Linked DNA regions of Mus musculus: region 2 is linked to region 1. A link is a contact called in public Hi-C data. All regions are on one chromosome and are shown on one strand. The core of a region is the stretch at or near the end of the contact, and the rest is flanking DNA. Distances in the headings are between cores, read along the strand shown. Region 1 has its middle 5.0 kb from the start of Gm30925. Region 2 has its middle 16 kb from the start of Gm31278.

Evidence for each region. A called contact is a pair of places that touch in the nucleus more often than the background predicts.
Region 2: a Hi-C map of liver shows a contact between it and region 1, with 3 times the contacts expected there. The contact joins two enhancer-like sites. A contact is called at or near these places in 2 of 484 Hi-C or Micro-C datasets (both in liver), 1 of 115 datasets of contacts at active chromatin or transcription factors (kidney) and 1 of 9 other capture datasets (embryonic stem cells).

Annotation. Positions count from the first base shown.
Region 1 is chr8:115,823,165-115,827,209 of GRCm38.p6, reverse strand. No RefSeq gene overlaps it. Among named protein-coding and RNA genes, the nearest start is that of Gm30925, 5.0 kb to the left of the region's middle. Within about 2 kb of position 2,634, at least 10 of the 459 cell types and tissues checked have an H3K27ac peak or open chromatin away from gene starts, as enhancers often do. A contact at or near this core is called in liver, where this site is marked.
Region 2 is chr8:116,366,433-116,370,264 of GRCm38.p6, reverse strand. No RefSeq gene overlaps it. Among named protein-coding and RNA genes, the nearest start is that of Gm31278, 16 kb to the right of the region's middle. Within about 2 kb of position 2,529, at least 26 of the 459 cell types and tissues checked have an H3K27ac peak or open chromatin away from gene starts, as enhancers often do. A contact at or near this core is called in liver, where this site is marked.

The sequences.
Region 1 (4,045 bases), core at 1,385-3,884:
CATGTGTACATGTGTACAGTCTATATGTGGTATGTATGAGGTACATGCTCAAACTATGATCAGCTACATATGTAGGTATACTTGCCTGTGGCATGACATGGAGGCCAGAGGCTGTTGGATGTCTTTCCTTGATTGTTCTCAACATTAGCTTTTGAGACAGGCTTTCCTACTGGACCTTGCATTTGCATTTTCAGCTAGACTGCATGGCCTATGAACTCCTTGAATCCTCACGATTCTCTCTGTATACCCCTCTCCTGAGGTTACAGGGATACAACACTGTGTCTGGCTTCTTACATTCATTCTGAGGCTGGAACATGGGACATTTAGCCACTGAGCCATCGCTCCAGTTCTTTATTAACATTTCTGAGTCATATGTAGATAGGTACACGGGGCTTCCTCCTGCTGTCTATCATTGTGTGGGGGAGCCCAAGACAACCAGAGGTCTGTTGTTGGTTGAATACTACTGTTAAAGTCAAACCCTGCTTGAAGAATGACTCTGCACAGGATGTTGTCCTTCAGAGCTCAGATCACCCCACCCCCACCCCCTTAAGCTTGTGGTATCTTGGCCTGAAGCCTGTTCCCTTCCCAAAATGTTTGTTAGTACAGTGGCGTTTTATGACACTTTATGGAAAAACCAAAGGGTGGAGGGAAGATGACTCTATTCAGCAAATCCACACATTTTAACCTTCTCTTACTGGAATTTGGAATCCTCTGCATACCTTGTTAGCAGAAAGAAAGAGAGATAGATAAAAAGCTTCAAGAATCTTTTTTCCATGCAAGCTTACGAGTGGAACGTTCTTTACCTCTTAACTCTGGCCAGGACAAATGCTGCCCAGGCTCTGAAAACAGCCTGCTATTTAGAAAGGTCTCAAGGCAGCCTTTGCATAACATTTATGACTGTAGTTATCTTTGCAGGATCTCCAGGAGGGACCTAGGAGGCTCAGGGGGTAGAGGCCACTTTATCCTTGCAGAGTTAACCCTGTAGGCAATGTTGGGGGGCCTCAGATTTAACTCCATCTTGCTCTGAGCTCCCTGGTGCTTGTCTCCAGCCTTCAAACCCCACATAGGCAGCTGAGAGGGTTCAGAGGAGCCCTCTGCAGAAGCAGTCATACCTCTGATTCAGTTAAGGAGAGCCTCACTGTGTTCTGATAAGAGTGGCAAGTCAGAGGCACTGGGGCCCAGACAAGGTCCTTTAGACAAATCATGCTGTTCTTAGATTCTCGGAACTTAAAACCAGGGCCCGTGCTACACACAAGTTTGAGATTATCGCTGACAATTATCTAAAATTAACTGCATTTTTCAAATGAAAAACATTTAGGGGATGATCAGATAAGAGGAGCGCCTATTTATACTTGTTGGGGAAGGGAGGGAGGAGGGAGAGAGAGAGAGAGAGAGAGAGAGAGAGAGATCATTTTTGTTACTCACAACATAAAGGGAGACCCACCCACCAGCATCACTTTTTAGAGGAAATGGAGTTTCTAAGAGGATGCCCAGATTCCTTCTAGATCCAGCCAGAGTGGGGCTGTACTTTCTGAGACACTGAATTTGGCACAAGTCAAAATGTTTGTTCACAGGACTAAAGTGGGGTCTGGTGGGTCCTGGCTGTGAAGTGGATATTGAAGGTCAGTTAGCTGTGAGGAGAGGGCAGTGTTCAGCTGACGGGGGCAGCAGGTGAAGTCTCTGTAACTAGACAGACTCAGAGAGGAAGCCTGGCATGCAAGCCAGCACAGGTGTCACTACCTTGAGGAGAGTAACTTAAGAATCTCTCCCCATGCTGCTCTTTCTGTAGGTGAGGGAGAGAAAGCTGGAAATGATCACTTGGCTAGGAAGCAAGAACTGAAACCAGAACCACACATTTTAAAAACAACTTTGACAAATGATCACCTTGCTTTGGTTTTTCACTCCTGGTTTGGTTCCATTTTTCACAGCACAGATCAAAAGTTGTAACAATTGGCCGGGTGCAGTGGTACCCATTTTTAGTCTAGGAACTAGGAAGCCAGTGGTAGGTGGATTTTTGTGAGTTCTAGGCCAAATAGGGCTACATAGTCAGACCCTCAAAAATAACTAAATAAAACCATATTTGGTTTATTTATCAATAAATATATTTATTTGTTAATAAAAGTTATAATAAAAGGAAGGCATGGGAATTAAGGTTGCATGCTGAGAAGGGTGTGCCCAAAGGGCAGACTCCAAGGAGAACAGCCCAATGGTTCAAATGGAAGCTGTGTGTAGATTGTCTTATGATAATTAGCCTGGCAGGAGATTGCATGCCTATAATTCTAGCCCTCTGGAGGCTGAGGCAGGAGGATTATGAGTTTCAATCCAGCCTAGGCTACATGGTGATGATTTCACATGTGTATACTTCACAGGATGTCATCTTCCTGTGTCCGCACATGCCTGGCATGTACTCACATTCAGTCTTCATAGGCACTATACATATAAGGCCATGCTAAAGGTGAAAAACGGGTTTAGAAGTGACTATCGCCTTTCTCAGCAACAGTGGAGTCAGAATTTGAACTTCGGACTCAAAGACTACCCATTCCCACTGCAATATCTCCCTGGCATGGAGCTGTGGTAAGTATAACCTATTCCCAGAGTTCTTTAGTCCCTGTGAAGGTTGTTTTTGACTTTTTCCTTGCTCGACACAGGTCGGCAAAGAACAAATAATGACAAACACCAAAACAGCCCAGTGGGAAATATTTAACTCCTGTACTTCTAGACGCTCTTGCATAGCCTACCTTTGTTCTTGGCCAGAAAAGTAAAAAAAAAAAAAAAAAAAAAAAAAAAAAGAGAGAGTTTATTTGATCCTTGGTGGCTCGAAGCCATGTTTCCTGTGCACTTAGCGGGTCTTAATGGAAACCAAACCAAAGCTTTCTCTTCAGGCATCTGTACTCTTAAGTGAAAGACCCACATGGTTAGGAAAACTGAGCCACCACCACCACCACCACAAACACACACACACACACACACACACACACACACAAATTCCTGTATTTTTAAATACATCCCAACACAACGTGAAGTGGTCACTGCTAATTCAAAGAGGCAGACACAGTTCTTAAAGGCTGAAAGTTCTGGATGGCTCTAAAAGGTCTTTCACAAGATCTGCGCCCAAGGCCACATTCACAAAACTGTAATCACTCCCCTCCCCAGGCTTTGTTTATCTGGCCATTAAAAAAAAATTAAAACAACTCTTACTTTGGACTGTCTGACAAGATCTGTTTTTCCAGCTGTGGCATCTGAAAAGGACACTAGAGGGCTGGTTTGGGGTCTAGCTTTTTTTTTTTTTTTCAGGCTAGAAGGAAAGATTCTTAAGCAATCTTGCTGGGGTTGAACCGCATACTTCGAGGCTTATTTACCCTGCTTTATGGCACACCTGTTTGGATACGGGCTGTTTTCTGGTATTTAAGCCTACCATTTCTTGCCAATTGCTTTATCTGCAGGGCCCTGTGGTTTTGCAGCAAATGTTCTTTATTAACTCAGAAAGAAACACGAGTTGCTTCATGATCATTCTTAGTGAGACCAAAATAACTTGTTACTGCCTTCTAAGAGGTTATCATTGACCTCAGGACCAGGATACACGAGGCCAGGGAAAGAGTAACAGAGCCATTCTGGGTTGAATCCTTTAATAAATTAAAACATTTTTTTAAAGGTTTCTTTCTTATGTTGAGCTATTCTGTTTCCAGGCAAGAGTAACACTGCCATTTCAGATTGAAGTGGACCATTTCACCCACTGTGGAAGTTGTAGGGTTCAGAGAATGAGAGTCATAGGAGATGGGTAAACAATCTGAATCCGTGTTCATTACAATTTTATGTAGCATTTAAAATCTGTATAGCACAATATGATGGTTTTTCTTGGTTGTCAACTTGACTACATCTGGAATTAACTAAACCCCCCCCCAAATGGAGGGTGTACCTATGAGGAATTTCTGCTTAATTCGAAGTGGGAAAATCTTCTTCCAATCCCCATCTTTAAGGTAGGAAGACACACCTTTAAGTCAAATCTTTAATCCAGCTCTAATCAGGGCAACACCTTCTGCTGAAA
Region 2 (3,832 bases), core at 1,280-3,779, 540 kb before region 1:
CGGTCCTATTCCGGCTTGGCACCTGGCTTCAAAGAAGGTCTGAGCTGATTTCCTAGGGTCTATAGTAGGGCACTAAGGGTGCCAACCTTTACTGGAAACCCTATCTCAGAATCACACTGGGGAGCCTCCGAGAAGGCTTAGTTGGTGAAGTGCTTGCCGTACAACTTGAGAAACCATGCTCCGTCCTCTGTGGGCAACCATACGAGCTCTGGAAAGAGTGACAGACCCTTGGGACTTGGTAGGTAGTAAGCTAGCCTAGGATTACCTGGCTAACTCCTGGCCAGTGAGGAAACTTATCCCAAATGACAAAGTGGATGGCTCCTGGTGAGTGACACCAGCAGTTGTGCTCTGGGACACACACACACACACACACACACACACACCTACTTACTCATGCAGAAACCTCCCCTGGGTGCATGCTTAGGGCTCTTGGGCTAAAAGAACTCCATTCTATTACCTAAATGCTGTGTCTTTTGGTGAGGCTCGGGGTGGGGCGTCAGGGGACACATCATTTGCATCTTGCTGTGTGACTCTGCTCTATGAGAAACCAGAGTTTGTGATTTGTCCCCATCTTCTGCCTTAAGAACCAGAACACAAATGTGTGGCTTAAGGATTTAGTCTCCTGGCTCAACAATGCCCCCTGTTACCCTGGAGGCCAGCAAGGACTCTGTTGTCTTCAGTCCTGAAAGGGGATCCTTTGATTAAATGGCTGAGCCTAGGAGTGACCTCTGGGTGTCAGTCAATTCTTTGGTGTTGCCTCCATTACTTAGTATGGTCATGAAGGAGATTTCTTAAGATTTTAGAAGGGTTTTTTTGGAGGGAGGCAGTGCTGGGTGTTCCTGTGGCTCGTTAGTTCTTAGTGTTGTTGCCTTGTCCTCCACCAAGGGACAAGAGGCACCCCATGGAGTAATTATTTCTCTTCTTTACCACCACGCCCTTGACTTGCTCCTGGTCCTCCTCCCCTGTGGCTGTGGTGCTCCTTCTCACACTGGGTCTTCTGCTGTCTGACCTCCCCCACTTGGAGAACGAGGCACTCACGGGCCAGGGCTGATATGATTGTGTTTGATTCAGGGCCATTCCCTAGTCAGAGCAGATCCTTTTTGGAAACTCCTCCCTCCTCCCCTCCCCCCCCCCCTCACGCATCTCAGGCCACTCATATCTATTTGTAGTTGGGTGCAAACATCTGCCCTTGGCTTGTGACCTGTTTGGTTCTAGGATGGCTATAGGATTTCAGTCAGACGCTGCCGCTCTTCCATTGGCGATCTGGAATCCCCAGCCCCTCCCCGGCCATTTCCACCAGGATGGAGATTGCTCTCTGAGGTTTTATTGAGCAAAGCACCTGACTGGAATAGGCTAATGTGATGGCCAGCTGTACCTACCTCAAGATGGCTCTGAGGAGAACCATCTGGACGAGAACCCATCAGATGTGGCTAACTTCGATCCAGAGTGAGATAAGCTTAGAACCAAGGCTGATGTTCTGGGCCCCACACCAGCAGGCACTGTGAATCTTAGGTCTGGGGAAAGGGCATGGCTCTCTTAGAGTTGTCTTTTAGTTTGTTTCTTTGATGAGATCTCCCTTCTCTTTGGCACGTGAGGAGAGCACTACCATCAACTATGTCACCAGCATCCAGATTTGACGCTTAGTGTCATTTACACTGGCAGCATCTCCTGACCCCAGACCTGTGTGTTCTCTCCTGGCCTCAGTGTCATTTCTGAGAAAAAGAAATGGGCATCGAATATCACTTATTTGCGATAGGCTGAATAGGTCCTCTCTGAATAAGCCTCTATCCCATCCCCTAGAGCCCTCAAATGTTCATTTATTTGGAAAAAAATGAATCTTTGTAGAGTGATTAAGGGTTTTAAGATAGAACGTAATTAATTATTTTGGATTACTGGTGGGCCGATGGGGTTCAAAGGGACCTTATAAAAGAAGTCAGCAAAGTGGATTCCTCAAGGCTCAGGGAGGAGAAGGGAGTGTGAAGACGGGCAAGAGATTCTTAGGAGATTGGGGGTGATGTTGCAACGACGTGCCAGGCATGCCAGAAGCCACCAAAAGTACAAAAAGAGAAAGAACTGTTTTTCTCTGGAGCCTCCAAAAAGACCCCAGAAACACTAAGGATAGATCTCTGGTTTCTAGGAATCTCACACATTTCTCTTTAAAGCTACTCTCTTTTTGGTAATTTGCCACAGGTACTGGAAATGAATACATGCCACCATGGCGTTATCAAGAGGGTCAGTCAATTTATGTCATGTTGCAGACATGTCAGTCTGTTTGTTATTGAATAAGTTCTCAGTAAGTATTAGCAAATAGTGTCATTTTATTTTGAAGCTAGGGAAAGCGTTGGCAGAGGATGACCGAATGGTGGGGGTGGGGGGCGGAGTGGGTGACCTGCCAGGGTCACTGTGATTTGCAAGCTGGACTTCTATCTTCTCCTTTGGCTGAAGGGATTGAATAAGTCCTGCCCTGCCTGGCTGCCCAGAGTTAAGGGATCAAATGAGTTAATGAACACGACAGTGCTTTTGCACAGCAGCCGTGTAAACGGCTAAGCTGTAGTCACAAAAGCTGGCACCAAACTGAGGCAGCCTAGGAGAGGGCCAGCCTGCAGCTTTGTTACTGGGGTGAGGTCATCTCTCTGGGCTTTTGTTCTTGCCTCTCTGAGCCCATTTGCTGTCCCCGCAACCTGGCCCCTTCAGCCCTGCCTGGAACCCCACACACAAAGTTCCAAAGGTCCCAGCAGTCCCAGCAGTCCCCGAGCCTCCCCTAGGGCACATTTCCTTTTGTTTCTATTTTTAAGAGTTATAACCAATAGATAGATAGATAGATAGATAGATAGATAGAAAGAAAGATAGATAGATAGATAGAAAGAAAGAAAGAAAGAAAGAAAGATAGATAGATAGATAGATAGAAAGATATATAGGTAGGTAGATAGATAGATGATAGATAGATAGATAGATAGGTAGGTAGGTAGATAGATAGATAGATAGATAGATAGATAGATAGGTAGATAGAAAGATATATAGGTAGGTAGATAGATAGATGATAGATAGATAGATAGATAGATAGATAGGTAGGTAGATAGACAGATAGATAGATAGATAGATAGATAGATAGATAGATAGATAGATAGATAGATAGATAGATAGGTAGATAGATAGTAGTGTTTAACAGTGATGCTCTCAGGGCTAAAGTAAATAGATCATCTTCCCTTGGTTTCACTGAAAGTGCCACATGCTTCTGATGAGTATCTTTTAGCCCAGAGACCCAGAGTCAGGGTGTCAACTTAGATAAGAACACGTCAACCCTTGCCAAATGCTTGCCTGTGGTGAAGTCCTCTGTGAAGATACCCAGCTTCCCCCAGAGAGCTACTGGGACAGCCTCAGGGGGCCCAGGAAGGCGCTCAGGAAGGAAGTGGGGGAGATCATGCTGACATGTTGACTTGCTTTGTCTTCTCCTGGCCTTTTCTCCTTGTTACTGTATGTGTTTATTTTGATGGGTGAATGGATAGGTGGGGTATGTCTTGTGTATATTCATGCATAACTTCGGGTTCTTGTTTCACACTCTGGTGATGTTCCCTGGGAGCTGCCTTCCTTTTCTCCTTCTCTTTCTCCTTCTCCTTATTCTCCTCCCTCCTCCTCTCCCTTCTCCTTCTTCCTCCTCCTCTTCCTCCCTCCTCCTCCTTCCTCCTCCTCCTCTTCCTCTTCTCCTCCTCCTCTTCATCCTTCTTTCTTCTTCTTCCTCTTCCTCCTCTCTTTCTTCTTTTCTTCTTCTTCTTCTTCTTTCTTCTTCTTCTTCTTCTTCTTCTTCTTCTTCTTCTTCTTCTTCTTCTTCTTC